Linked DNA regions of Mus musculus: regions 1, 3 and 4 are each linked to region 2. Evidence: chromatin contacts called from public Hi-C data. All regions are on one chromosome and are shown on one strand. The core of a region is the stretch at or near the end of the contact, and the rest is flanking DNA. Distances in the headings are between cores, read along the strand shown.

The links. Hi-C and Micro-C count contacts between places; a contact is called where the count stands out from the background.
Region 1: a contact with region 2 is called in a Hi-C map of liver, with 5 times the contacts expected there. The contact joins two enhancer-like sites. A contact is called at or near these places in 6 of 484 Hi-C or Micro-C datasets (liver, macrophages, peritoneal macrophages and 1 more) and 1 of 115 datasets of contacts at active chromatin or transcription factors (embryonic stem cells).
Region 3: a contact with region 2 is called in a Hi-C map of uterus, with 1.9 times the contacts expected there. The contact joins two enhancer-like sites. A contact is called at or near these places in 1 of 39 promoter capture datasets (liver), 1 of 15 datasets of contacts at CTCF or cohesin (the NIH/3T3 cell line), 16 of 484 Hi-C or Micro-C datasets (3T3-L1-derived adipocytes, the C2C12 cell line, the N1E-115 cell line and 7 more) and 1 of 115 datasets of contacts at active chromatin or transcription factors (fibro-adipogenic progenitors).
Region 4: a Hi-C map of liver shows a contact between it and region 2, with 2.6 times the contacts expected there. The contact joins two enhancer-like sites. A contact is called at or near these places in 1 of 15 datasets of contacts at CTCF or cohesin (the NIH/3T3 cell line), 7 of 484 Hi-C or Micro-C datasets (3T3-L1-derived adipocytes, the C2C12 cell line, beige adipocytes and 3 more) and 1 of 115 datasets of contacts at active chromatin or transcription factors (vascular smooth muscle cells).

The regions. Positions count from the first base shown.
Region 1 is chr1:71,721,780-71,725,500 of GRCm38.p6, forward strand. No RefSeq gene overlaps it. Among named protein-coding and RNA genes, the nearest start is that of Gm30160, 4.8 kb to the right of the region's middle. Within about 2 kb of position 1,747, at least 28 of the 459 cell types and tissues checked have an H3K27ac peak or open chromatin away from gene starts, as enhancers often do. A contact at or near this core is called in liver and uterus, where this site is marked.
Region 2 is chr1:71,806,419-71,809,958 of GRCm38.p6, forward strand. No RefSeq gene overlaps it. Among named protein-coding and RNA genes, the nearest start is that of Gm30308, 5.4 kb to the right of the region's middle. Within about 2 kb of position 1,398, at least 36 of the 459 cell types and tissues checked have an H3K27ac peak or open chromatin away from gene starts, as enhancers often do. A contact at or near this core is called in the C2C12 cell line, fibro-adipogenic progenitors, liver and 1 more, where this site is marked.
Region 3 is chr1:71,892,469-71,895,794 of GRCm38.p6, forward strand. Gm28818 (a long non-coding RNA gene) reads right to left here. Exons shown (of 3, transcript XR_373492.3): 3 at 1,367-2,919. Among named protein-coding and RNA genes, the nearest start is that of Gm28818, 5.2 kb to the right of the region's middle. Within about 2 kb of position 1,328, at least 91 of the 459 cell types and tissues checked have an H3K27ac peak or open chromatin away from gene starts, as enhancers often do. A contact at or near this core is called in the C2C12 cell line, fibro-adipogenic progenitors and uterus, where this site is marked.
Region 4 is chr1:71,911,669-71,914,987 of GRCm38.p6, forward strand. No RefSeq gene overlaps it. Among named protein-coding and RNA genes, the nearest start is that of Gm28818, 14 kb to the left of the region's middle. Within about 2 kb of position 1,768, at least 42 of the 459 cell types and tissues checked have an H3K27ac peak or open chromatin away from gene starts, as enhancers often do. A contact at or near this core is called in the C2C12 cell line and liver, where this site is marked.

The DNA of each region.
Region 1 (3,721 bases), core at 497-2,996, 84 kb before region 2:
CTGTTTGGGTCCTAACTAAGAGATAGACTAGTTTCTAGGACTGGAGACTAGCTCTCCATGACCTTCTGGTGATTTTGGTCTTCTTTCCCACCACATTTGTCTTAAACCTTTTTCTTCTTCTCTTGAGATGTTCTCATGAATGTTAGCATGGTCCTTCAAAACACATGTTCCATTCCAATGCAAATCCTATCTTAAACAATGTATCTTTTAGACAGAAAGGCTCTATTCTGTTATCAGTGCATAGATAGAGTCCTCAGCAAAGATGAGTTCTGTGAGCCATCGACTTTACCATCCAGTGTGCATCAAGCTAGTGGGATAGTAACCCAGTTCTGATGCTGCCATCGTGGAAAAGTTGATCTTCTCTTCATCAAGCTAACATAGGGATGTTCTACATATGCAATAGATTCTGCCTTTAGACTAGTTCACTGTTATCTCTTCATTTGCAAGTTGTTAAACCACTTCTATAATAGAAGTCATAGAGAAGACACTGGACTAGCTAGCAGCTCATTTTATGCCATAATTGTCTGGTTAAAATAAGAAAAGTCACATTTTTTTGACCTTCTCAGTTTATCAGATTGAGAAACACGAATTGTTATTACATAGCATGCCTGGATCGTTAGCATTTCACAATCGCTAACATTTCATTACCCTTTCTGAGTACAAAATGTCACTAGGAACATATGTGAAATATTTAGGAACCTTGCCTAAGATACAATAGAACGTGAAAAATATTAGATTTGATATTTTGAGGATAAAAGGGAGGAGGAGGAAAAAATGTCTTGTTAGATTCCAATTAGAATTTTAAATTGGTTGAATGCTGAAGTCAGTCTTGCTTAATTGAATAGAGTTTGCCATCTGCCCACCCACATCCAGTCTTTCATGTCTCCCATTTGCATTCAAACCTTTACACGATCAGTTGTATCTCTAGAGCCAGACAAATTGAGACTGAGGAGTTTATTATATGTGTTGCAGATTATTGCATAACTTCATATTATATTAAGGCAGAGAATATTGGGTTTTCTAAGCTGTCAAGCAAAGCAGATCAAATTTTCCAAGTATTTTGATCATTCTTTCCTTTTTCTGTCATCTCTGGGATTAGCTCATCTTATAGCTATGTAAATGCCTTTCTTGTGTCCACACAGTAAGTTATGGGCTTTATTTAAAAGTCACTTTCAATTCAGTCTCTGACCAGCAGGCTCAGAGCCTTTATTCAACAGTGACACTTAAAAGCAAACGGAAATAATTGCATTTTTGTTAAGATATAATTACTATTGTATGCTAGAAAGAAAATTAAAATATTTTTCTTAGTAGTCAGCATTTCTGGTGGTCATAATGTTGGCCACATAAAAGGGTTCCTATTTTACAAAAGTACTCCTTTAACACACATAAGTTCATTTAAATGAGGAAGTATGCATGGTACTAGAATGAACCACATAATATTTGAGGCAAATATTAGTGCCTGTTATCTGTATAGTGCTTCTCAGGGAGGTTCATGCTAGCAGGAGCAGTCCCTGTCAATCATTTATCTCTCACTGTTTTAACGTTGGAAGAGTTGTATATATAAACTGTTCAGTAAAATTAGCACCAATTCCTGATGGCGCTTAGAGACTATACTATGCATAACTAATATCTAGGGGAGAGGAGTGTGTGTGAGCATGTCTGTGCACACACATGCATGTGCACATGGAGACTGACAGACACTCTCACATAGAGTTTCTCAGATTCTTTCACTTTAGTGGCCTGGAGCGTCATAGTCAGACTAAGCTGGCCGGCCGGTGAGCTCCATTCCGAGGATGACAGGTGTACACTGCCCCATCTGGCTTTTTCATGTGAATTCTCTATATTGAACTCAGGGCGTCTTCATGCTTGCACAGCAAGCACTTACATGAGCCATGCCCCATACCCCATACCTAGCATTTTCTAGAGACAGTATGGATTAAAAGGAAATTTTACTTATCATTTAGAATATTAGAATATTTTCTTTATATATTTTTATTCCCTTGAGATGAGACAAAGGTCACTAGAATGTATAGAGTCCATTTATTTATTTTTTCCACTTTTGGTTCAAAAAGAAGCGCTCCCAGTTCTCAGAACAAGCAGGCTTACTTTGGCTTATGTTTTTATTTGCGCTTGTCTCCACAGCCCTCTTTGTGCCTGTTTTTCCCTTTCCGGCCCTTTTGAGTCATATGTTGACATAACTCAGTGCAAAGCCTTGGGTTTGAAGAGAAGTGGACACTAAGTCCAGGTACACAGAGATTCTTGTCTGATAACACCGCAAACACTCTGCCTGCAGACTTCCTACATTTGAGACATAATATTTTCGAACACTAATTTGCCAAGCAGGTTGGCGGTGACTCTGCCTGCCTGCTGCTGCTTGTCTGAATTAGGAAGGCTCTGTCTACCCTCTCTGACTCCGGGTTTGTTTCTCAAGTAGACACACTAATAAAGAGCTCCTTTTGAAGTAGGGAATCTAGGCTTTTTTTCTTCCCTAAGCTGTGGAGACAATTTTCAAAAGTAACTTCTTTACTTTTGATGAAACACAACTCACAGCTCATCTCAGAAAGAAAAACATCTCAAATTTTGCACTGTTGAAAATTTCAGTCCAAGAAGCTGTGTCTTTTTTTTTTTTTTTTTTTTTTTTTTTGATCATTTGATAACCTTCCCTTTCTTCTCTATGGCTTCACAGTTTGGAGGTTATAGGCACCTAAAGTCATTGTTCCTATCTGATGTTTTCAACTGTGCTCGGGTTGTTACATTTACTACTTAAGAGAGAAACAACAGGCGACATGGAGGGAAGAAAGGAAGCAACAAAGTTACCAGGCAGAGCTGAGAGCCCAAGAGTGGGAGGTGGAGGAACCAGAGGCGCTTTAAACACCAAGTTTCTTACTTTAACATGTGGAGAATTTCATGAGTCTGGTTCTTTCGTGAAACAAAATAAGCAAAATGGAAGATTTAATGAAGAAGTTTTGCATATTTAAAACTGGAGAAACAGGGGCTGAGAAGACAGCTCAGTGAATAAACAGCTTCCCCCAAAACCCACTATGCCCTGTAGTCCAGTGCTCCTATATCAAGTGAAAGGATGGAGAGAAAGAAATCTGCACTCCTGGACCAGCCTGGAAATACATAGCAGAAAACAGGAGACTCTGTCTCAAGGCAGATAGTGAGGACTGACACCCAAGGCTGACTAGATCTCCTCACACTTGTATACATTGTTTTTTGTTTTTTGTTTTGTTTTTTAAGATTTAAGGAAAGATGTGCGGGGCTGGAGAGATGGCTCAGTGGTTAAGAGCATTAACTGTTCTTCCAGAGGTCCTGAGTTCAATTCTCAGTCACCACATGGTGGCTCACAACCATCTGCAATAGGATCAGATGCCTTCTTCTGGTTTGTCTGAAGACAGCAACACCACCAAATAAATAAAATAAAAAAGATGTGCCTATAAAAAAATGCCTTGCAGGTTTCACATAAATACACACAGGCACACATATACACATATGCCCATGCATATGCAAAGGCACATGAGAGAGAGGCAGGACTTGATAAGAAGCGCATAAAAAGGCAAAAACGAAGTTTCATAGGTGATGGATTAGCTAACTGGCCACACATTGCTTGTTACCTGGCACTCGGCCCTTCTCCCATCTGAGAAATTCTTTCACTGCTGAAGTCATGGCCTTATGACGCGCCTTGCTTTGTGTTTTCTGAAATCCAGCAACTATAGTGGCA
Region 2 (3,540 bases), core at 148-2,647:
AAAGTATACTGTCTCATTTTTATCACTTAAAGTGCTCATCTGTGCTTTATTTTTTATACAATACTCACTCTAAGTTGTAGATATCACTGATACAGCAGTGGATAAAATAATACCCTTATCTATGTGGAGTCTAAGCTTAAGTTTTTTTATAATTAGGAATAAGTTCTACATTTCCATGTTTATGTATGCAATATGCATGTGTATGATTGTTTGCATGTATGTGGGCACACACGTGTGTGGGTGCACATGTGTTTGTTTGCACTTGGGAGTTGATGTCTGGAGTCACACTCCATTGCTCTTCAGCCTGATTCTTTGAGACAGGGTGGTCAATCATATAATATACAAGGAAACTCATTATCACTTTCATTTTAGCCTTTTTATTTATTATCATTCTATAATAGCTTTTGTCCTATTTGCAAATAAGCAGATGGGTTCTTCCAGTGGTGATGTCCCTCCTACGCAGAGAATCGCATACCGAGAACAGGAAGCAGGCAGGATGAACACATGAAACACACATGGTACTCATGACAAGTTTACAGTTTTCCCTCTGTCTGTTCTGTCTAACTGTTTCTCCCTTCCCATAAAATGCTGGCTCACCATTTTTGCTACTTAATTTGTGAGGGATTTGAATGTAAATGTGAACGCCACAGTCTCAGGAATCCCCATGGCTTTGTAAGAGTTTGGCTTGGAAAAGGCTTCTTTGACTTGGGTAAGGTTTCCTTTTCTCTCCTCCCCCTAGATTCTGCTGGTGACAGCCTTATAGATTTTAGTTAGCCAGAAAGACAGCATTCACTGCACGTTTAAACTTTAATCTCATAGAACTACAGTGTTCCTTTCATCGTTGCTCAGTTCTGCATTCTCTCCTGCTAAAAGGAATGTTGCTTTAATATTGAGATTTGCCAGAATGTTACTCTGTAGAGCAGTGTGGCGTCTTCAATCCTACAGAAGTCAAAGGAATAATTTTCAGGCTACTTATATATGTATTGCAAGGCTATTCATATTCTTAGTTCTATGAAATAATATCCTCACTCAGTTTGCAGCAATTCTTATCAGGAGAATTGTAAGAAACAACCTTTATTTCTGTAGCATTTTATTTCAAAATTGACCTCATGGCTTGTGGCCATCTCGTTTCCTGTAAGCATAGCTCAGGAATTTATTTTTAATAAAAGATCTATTTAATTTTGAGTTAAGAAACTCAAATGTTTCCCCCAAAGCCTACTGACCACAGTCTAAAACTATGAAATGTTCTTCAGAGGGCTTTGGGTGTGGATAAAGAGACACACTTTTGTAATTTTCAGTATGTCATCATCAAACAATGTTTACAAAACTCAGCACTCTGGGGATGTGTGCAGGCGTTAGCAAGCAGATGTTGGCAGTCAAGGAAAACTTACAATTGCTGCCCGAAAAAAAAATTCCCTGCTGCCTATCAGTTACATGCAAGATTGTCAAGCGCTCCCCTTGGCGTGGGTGATATGCCTGGTTTGTAAGACAGTTGATCCAAAACCAAATTTGAAAACTGTGGAAAGAAAAACCCTCTATAAATTGTCATACAAGAATCACTTGTCTCTTTTTATGACTTAAAAAAAAAAGTGTTTTAGTTGAAAAAATTCTAGCTGGGAGTAGTCTAACAAGACTATTGAAAACAATTGTCCTAAGTTTAGTTTTGCATAATGTTTTAAAGTAGATCAAGACCACCCCCACTCTGGCCCCTGACCCAGTTCTCATGTTGTTCCATTGTTGAAAACACCTAGCTACTCCACAAACATGGTTAATCTCCATTTCTGAGAAGTGACAAATCTTTTCAGTGGAAATGAATGAAACAGGTCAACATATTGATTTTTACAGAGTAAATCTTTCTCTTCCCGATAAAGACTGGGGAGGAAGGGAAGTTTCTTCAGGAAGATTCAGGGAGAGCTACCAGACTCACTTTAAGAAAATTTTAAATATAACCTTTCTGTGACATTAAAATACATGTTATTTTATGGCATTGCCTTTGAACAGTCCAAACAGAATGTGTTCCATCAAAATGGTGACAACCAGAGAGTATTTTCATTTCCAAAACAGTTTTGTTTTTGTTGTTGTTGTTGTTGATGATAAAACCTTAATTTATTTTTCTGGGTCCTTTATTTACACATGACAAAATCCCCATACATCTTGAAATTCGGTTTCAAATTTTGATAGAAGATCACACTATACTGAAAGACATGGCTATTTTCAGTGGTAAGGTTTATATTAAAAGGCAACTGTTCAATTTAGGATGCTAATTGGCCTCTTTTTTTTTTAAATGTAGTTCATATAGTTCCTACTTTAAAAAATATAAATTAACAAAGTGTAAAAGTGGGAGTGCTCAGTAGGAGCACTTCCTGTGCACACAGGAAGACCTGAGTCTGAATCCCAACCATGTACCTAAAAAGCCAGTCATGGCCACATACACTTGTAGCCATAACACCACCCGAGGTGGGGAGAAGCCTGATTGGGCTTGCTGGCTTCCTAGTTTAGTAAAAGATCCTGTCCTATACTAATGATAGGGTAGTATAGTGGATGGATGTCTTCCTCTATCCTCAGTATGTGTGCACACCTGCACACCAACACAGCTATATCACATGCACACACACACACACACACACACACACACACACACACACACACACACCATGTTGTCAAAGTTAAAGAGGAGAGAATAGCAAGTAATTCTGGAACTTACTAAATACAGAGAGGAAAAAATATTTACCTTATCTTTCTCACTCACATCTTACTTTAGGATAACAGAAGAGTTAGTAAGTCAAATAATTAGAACCCCAACCAATAAATGCAAAGCATTATGTAAAAGGAGAATTTTATAAAGGATGAGTCAAGCTGACACTTAAGTGCCAGCAAGTGAGTCTCAAGGTAGGACAATCAGATATTCTGTCACCCTGATGTAACCCAACAGAAAGTGATTAGTACAATGTATAAAATCCATGTGTACCTGATTAAGTCACTAGAGCCAATTCCCAGCACACTCAAAAGTGAGGCAGGGGTGTATTAAACGACTCCATGGGAGCACAGATAGCCATGGGGAAAATCCTCCAGGGTCACAGGTTACTTTTTAAATAGATAGTATTGTCCAGGTAAATTAAAATGAAAACTAGTACACACTAGCAGGAAAAGCAACTAAAGACTTACAAGTGGCCTTAATCTCACTCAATAAAGTAGGATGAGGCGAAGTGCTTGAGATAAACGCCTTCAAATGGCTATGGGCTTAGCATTTCTTCTAGGCTCCACCACACAGTTACCTGGCAGCTGCCAGGTATGCCTGACTCAGTGTAAAAGGGGCTGCTTGCCCACCTCCTCACTCTCCCCTGTATCTCTCTATGTTGCTCATGGCCAGCCCCTCCTCCCCCCTCCCTCCCTCCCTCCCTCCCTCCCTCCCTCCCTCCTTCCCTTTCTCTATTACATCCTCAATTCCCCATTCCCATAATAAACTCTATTCTATACTATACTGTCCTGTGGCTGGTCCCTCAGGGGGAAAGGATGCATCATCATGGGCCCGCAGAGGCA
Region 3 (3,326 bases), core at 78-2,577, 86 kb after region 2:
TGGGATATCAAAAGGCATTCTATCCCTACAGCAGTGGCTCCCAACCTTCCTGATGCTGTGACCCTTTAATATGCTCCCTTGTGTGAGCCCCCAACCATAATATCATTTTCCTTGCTACTTCATAACTATAACTTTGTTACTGTTGTGAATCATAATGTAAGTGTTTGTGTTTTCCAATGGTCTGAAGGTCACCTCTGTGAAAGGCTCCCTCAACCCCTTAGGGGGTCGCGCCCCACAGGTTGAGAACCCCTGCTTTGCAGGAAGTAGTTTGTCCTACTCTGGTCCTATGTTATCATTGTGGCAATGTTTCCATGTGAAAGTTCCTACAAACAGCCCACCTTACCCTTCTCCATGCGTTCTAAGATGTCATCATTTCCCACTGGGTTAGGAGGATCCTCTGGCTATGTCTTTACACTCTCTAACTACATATGTTTTAAGGTTTATTTATTTTTATTTTATACCTATGAGTGTTTTCTTGTCTGTGTGTCTGCTCACTTTGTGCATTCAGTACTGGTGAAGGCTGGAAGAAGGACTCGAATCCTCTAACTCTGGACCTGACCTTACAGACCATTGTCAGCAATTATGTGGATGCCGGGAATTGAACCCCCAGTTCTCTAGAAGACTCACAAGTGCTCTTCACGGCTGAGCCATCTCTCCAGCCTCTCTTCAACTTCTTTTAAGCATCTAAATTCAATGATAAATTTTGCCAGAAAAATATCCCTGCATTGCTGGTCTGTCTCCTAAGCCACGGGTCCAGGGGAATCTAATCACACTTTGCTTAGCCCATATGTTTCAGAGGGAGTTGAGAATACCAGAGAACCAACTGGTCCTTTCAGAGCCAGAGAAAAGTTTTGATTGGTATAGAATCTTAATGATGTCATTTCGCATGTAGTTACCATAGGCTGGTAAGATGGCTTAGTGGACAAAAGCCCCTACCGCCAAAGTGTGGCAACCTGAATTCAATATCTAGGACCAGATGCAAAGAGGAGAGAGCCAAATCCTGCAAGTTTTCCCTGACTTCCACGTGTGTGCCCGGGTACACGTACACTTGTGTGTAAGTAAATAAATGTCATTTCAATTTTTACAGCAAACGCAGTAGAAAAAGCCGAGTGCCTTTGGGAGCTCTGCTTGCTCACATTTTCTCAAGCTTCCTCCTTTGGAGGATAGGATCTGCTCTCATCACTGAGCCATGCAAGGATGCTAATAAACAAACAAACAAAAAAAATCACTTTTGAACAGCGTTTTTCATCAGCATTCTGTTTCCGAGCCTACCGAGTGACTCATCCTGAGACTGGGTGCTGCAGCCCCTGCCCCGGGGAATGGCTGAGTGAGTGACTAATAGTTCACACTGGAGAGAGAGAGCAGGAAGTTGGCTCTGCGTTTATTATTGGAACCAGACACTAAGGAGCTGTTTTAAAAAGCACTTGAAAATACTTGAGCCCCAAGGAATGTTGCTTGCTTACCTACTTTGCATCATTCTTGCTGTTAAGGTTAAAGGTGACTTTGCCTCTAAATGGGCTTTGGAGGTGTGACAATAAATTAAGTGGTGAGAGATATTTGGATTTTGACGCTAAAAGAAAAGCACGTCACAAGTTACTAGTAGAAAGAAATAAAACCTCTGTACTGGCTAGTTTTGTGTTAACTTGACACAGCTGGAGTTATCACAGAGAAAGGAGCTTCAGTTGAGGAAATGCCTCCATGAGATCCAACTGTAAGGCATTTTCTCAGTTAGTGATCAAGGGGGAAAGGCCCCTTGTGGGTGGTGCCATCTCTGGGCTGGTAGTCTTGGTTCTATAAGAGATCAGGTTGAGCAAGTCAGGGGAGGCAAGCTAGTAAAGAACATCCCTCGATGGCTTCTGTATCAGCTCCTGCTTCCTGACCTGCTTGAGTTCCAGTCTTGACTTCCTTCAGTGATGAACAGCAGTATGGAAGTGTAAGCCGAATAAACCCTTTCCTCCCCAACTTGCTTCTTGGTCATGATGTTTATGCAGGAATAGAAACCCTGACAAAGACAACCTCTAACTGATCTTGACTTACATGTTGCTTTTGTTGTCTGGTGAGATGAGATTCAATTGGCAGACATCTTTCAGCTGGGAGTCAGGGTTCCCTTCTAACACCAAGCCAACAATGAGACTCCATTCTTAGACGATGATGGTGATGATAGTGATGGTGGTGATGGTGGTGGTGGTGATGTTGTTGTTGTTGTTGGTGATGATGATGATAATGATGATGGACGTGATCAGTAACTTTGGATACAGAGATAGCTTAGTTTATAAAGTATTGGAGGACCTAAGGTTGATCTCCAGCAAACACATGTGAAAATATGATGAGAAGTCCTGTGTCTGCAAACCCAGCAGTGGGGAGGAATTGACACAGTGAATCTCTGGGGCTGGATGCCAAGACAGCCTGGACTATTTGTCAAATTCCAGGTCCCAGTGAGAGACATTGTCTTTAAAAAGATGGTGGATGGTGTCTGAGGAACAATACATGAAGCTGACTTCTGTCCTCTATATACACAGACAGACAGACAGACAGACAGACAGACACAAATAAGCTAAAATGCAATTATTATCTCTCTCATTGGTTTGGGTAGGAAAACTGTTCTTAGCTTGTGGATTAATATTATTTGGCGACTGGACCAGTCTTTTTGTGAAAAGATATTTCTTCTCTTTCTCTACCTGTTCAGTGTTTCCTCACACCACACTTAACAATGCAGCAAGAACTCTGTCCGTAGACCAATACTGTCAGTCAACCCGCCACCAGGTTAGCATCAAGGCGAAGGAAAGCCGTCAAAATGACCTCATCCCAAGCTGGACCTTAGCTGAGCTCTTGAATCTTCTTTCCCACCAAACCAGAGAACCACAGGAGAAATCGGATTTTTCACGTGCCTTCTCTCCCTTCTTTGCAGATTCACCGTACCTAGTAAAACAGTGAAAACCCTGAGGTCTTAAGGTCGTTAGACCAGCAGACAACCACAGGCACTGTCAGATTGCTTTATCCCATTAACAGTTTTATAAATAATAGCTGAAGGTTATGTTTGCTCCACAGAGGTGAACTTAACATTTATAAACTATAAAACTCTGTCCTCACACACGGAGAAGCTGACGTTGATCTCTCAGTTTGTAAGCCGGTACCACAGAGCAGTTGCCCTCCCTGTCTCTGCAGGTCAGTTTACACACAATTCACCAGGCCAAAAGGTAAAGATGGCCCTTTCTGACTTTTTAAAATTTTGAATAAAAGCAGAACCAATTTAGCAAAAAGATGTTGGCGTTTTTAATTCTCCATTTTCATGCTTAAAGATGCTGAATTATTTAAGGTATCTATTC
Region 4 (3,319 bases), core at 518-3,017, 110 kb after region 2:
AAATTACAGGGTCCATACCTGTAATCCAAGCACTCAGGAGGCCGAGGCAGGAGAATTAGAAGTTCAGGGTCAGCCTTAGCTAATTAGCAACTCTGTCTTAAAAAAAATCATACATAGAAAGAGAGGAAAAAATAGATGTATATAAAAATATGTATAATTATTTCTGTTCTCAGCTGCTAGAACTTGACCTGCTGGATTTTTGTTTTTATTGTAAGTTAAATGAAAATAACCTTTACATTTCTAAATTCGTCTTATATCATGGATAATAACAACACAAACATTAAATATTGAAAAATATTTAGAAATTGATACTTCTCCCAAAAAATGACTGGTGCTATCTTTTAAAGAACACTTTTAATATAACTAAGTAGCCTTCTGAGTGGGCCAAACCATTCCAGAGTAAAATAGTGAGGCTTTTAAACAATGTGAAGATCCTTCTAAAGTTTGAATAAATGTTCAACCATCCTTATGTGAGCGGATCATAAAGAAAATGGAAAGACTATATCAAGCTAGCTAAATGCATCCCACATTCATGGTTTACTCACTAAAATGTTGTTCATGGCTTTCTTACTGATTCTTACAGAACGTGCATATGTCTTTTTAATTTTCCCCTTTTATGTTTCCCAAGTTCACAATTCACATAAAATATCCATTGAAGCAGACAGAAAAGTGAAACGAATGTTTCAAAGCTCTTTGGGGATTTAAGTAGGTTTTTACAATAAAGCTTTGATTACTCAGAAAGGACAGGAGTGCTTAATGACGAGAAGGAGGAGGTTTCCAAAGTGTCAGAGGAGACTCTGATGCAATGGGTTTTCAACCTTGTTGAATACCAAGCCAGAAAGCAGCCAGATGCCACAGGATAGGGCCACAGTCGGGGGGGGGGGGGGGGGGGGGGAGGGGAGCAATCAGAGGAGACGTGCAAAGGTTGTGGTTTCCTGAAATTTAATATGACACAGAGAGTCCCACAGGACTTGCTTCATTATATTATTGTGCAATTTGGACTCAAACAGAGTGAGGCAAACCCACAAGTTAAAGGGTTTTCAAAGTGGCTTAAAACTCACTCTGAAATCAGGACAGAGCACCCTTCCGGTCAGTGTGACTGCAACATTGATCAACAAACACAGAGGGACACAGCACATGGTTGGCTAACAAATGTTATCCAGGTGAAGGTGGGCTTGGCACATACTGCTTTGAAAAGCACTTTTCTCCTTGGATTGGAAACCTGATGGCTGTGTTATGTGATTTGGAGTTTTCTGAGGCCCCCAGTGAAAGATTTATAAAGGCTGTAGGAGACAACATTGGGATATTTGAGCACTTTTTAAGAAAGATCAAAGGTATTGATTTTTTTATTTCCTTATTTTGTCTTCTTATTTAAGAGTTAGCTAGCTGCCCCAAGCATATAGCCTCATCTGGCAGAAGACCCACTGAGAGAGATTTTTTTTTTCATCTCAATTTTCATCTTCTTGGTCTCTTGATGGCTTGATTTCATATCATTTCACAATGCAGGGATTAAGCTGACTGGCTATAAATCTGTGGAGTGTGGATGGGCTGTATAGAAAGAGCAAGAATGGATGAGAGACAACTGTAAATATTTCAAAATGTGTTTCATGGGATCCAAAGTTGGACAGCCTCTCCTTACACTGAGGATAAATGCCATCCAGACATGCTCATTCAGTCCCCTCCCCTTGGTCTGAACCATGAATACCACCATAGAACGTTCAGGCAATGGCCTAAGAGTCATTCACCTACTATAGTGTCATGTGACTTCATGTAACTCCCCGAGAGGTCACTCTCTGGACTGGTACATCAGCTCTTCCCTTTAAAAGTCAGTGCATCGCTAGAGCAGCTGCTGCTTCTGACATCGTTAGCATCGGTTGTCAAGGTGATACACTTGGGAAGAGGGAACCTCAACTGAGAAGCTGACCTTGTGCTGGTTTCATGAGAAATGGCCCCCACAGCCTCAGATATTTGAACACTTGGTCTCTAGTTGTTAGTCCTGTTTGTGCAGCTTTAAGAGGTGCATCTTGCTGAAGGAAACATGTCCCTGGAGGATAGGCTTTGAGAGCTTACAGACAGCACCACTCCAACATCTCTCTCTCTCTCTCTCTCTCTCTCTCTCTCTCCATCTCTCCCTCTCTCTCCTTCCTAGAGTAAGCTCCCTGCTTTTACTAGCATGTTTACCACTTGCTGCCTGGCCATGATGGATTCTTAAAACTCTGGAATCCAGAGACCAAAATAGACTCTTTCTTCCTTAAGTAGCCCTGACCATGGCAGTTTATCCCAGCAACAGAAAAGAAGCTAAGACAGGCGTCCATCAACTGGCCTGTGGAGGTGTCTGTGGGTTCTTCCTTGACTGCTGATTGATATGGCAGGGTGCAGCCCTCTGTGGTTCACACTATCCCTGGGCAGGTGGGTCTGGGCTGTATAAGAAAGGTAGTTGAGTAGCCAGGAAAAGTCAGTAAACAGCGTTCTTCCATGGTCTCTGCGCCAGTTCTTCCCTCCAGACTCCTGCCTTGAGTTCTGTCCCGACTCCCCTCAATGGTGAAGTATAAAATGAAATAAACCCTTTCCTTCCAAGTTGTTTTGGTCATGAGGTTTGTTACCGCAACAGAAACTAAACTAGAACCAATACCTTTCCCATAATTATTCACGTATTTATGCATTCATTCAGAAGAGTATATATTTTAAAACATATACCATGTTTAAGGTCTTAAGGAATTTAGCATTGAACACAGCAAAGTCCTTGAAGTCCACTATTTCATAGTGTTTATATATTGAGGAAGAACTACTTACTATTAGACTAGAATATCATAAAATCATACTATGGTTATTGAAGGAATTCTGGACAAGGCTGCGACCACGGCTTGCCATAAGCTCCTTGGGCTGAAGGAAACTAATGCTTACTAGTAAACAACTGCTATGAGCCAGGCACTGTGAAGATACCACTGCCTCCTCAGTGGGCAGGAAGTTGAGCTGGCTATGTTCCATGGTGTCTGGTAGAGCATAAACTTGTACGCAGTTGGATACTGATGAAATGATAGGTTGTCATTAAATTTCTTCCCAGAGATCACTCAAGCTATAGCAAAAGAGTGAGAAAGGGAGGGGGGAGAGGAGAAAGATGGGAGAGACAGAAAAAGATAGAAGGGAAGGAAGAAAGGAAGGAAGGAAGGAAGGAAGGAAGGAAGGAAGGAAGGAAGGAAGGAAGGAGGGAGGGAGGGAGGGAGGGAGAGAGAGAGGCAGAGAGAAAAAGGAAGAGACTCACTGAAGGTGTTTTGAAATATCTTGGATTTTTGTGCAGAGGGAAGTTTTTATTATATCA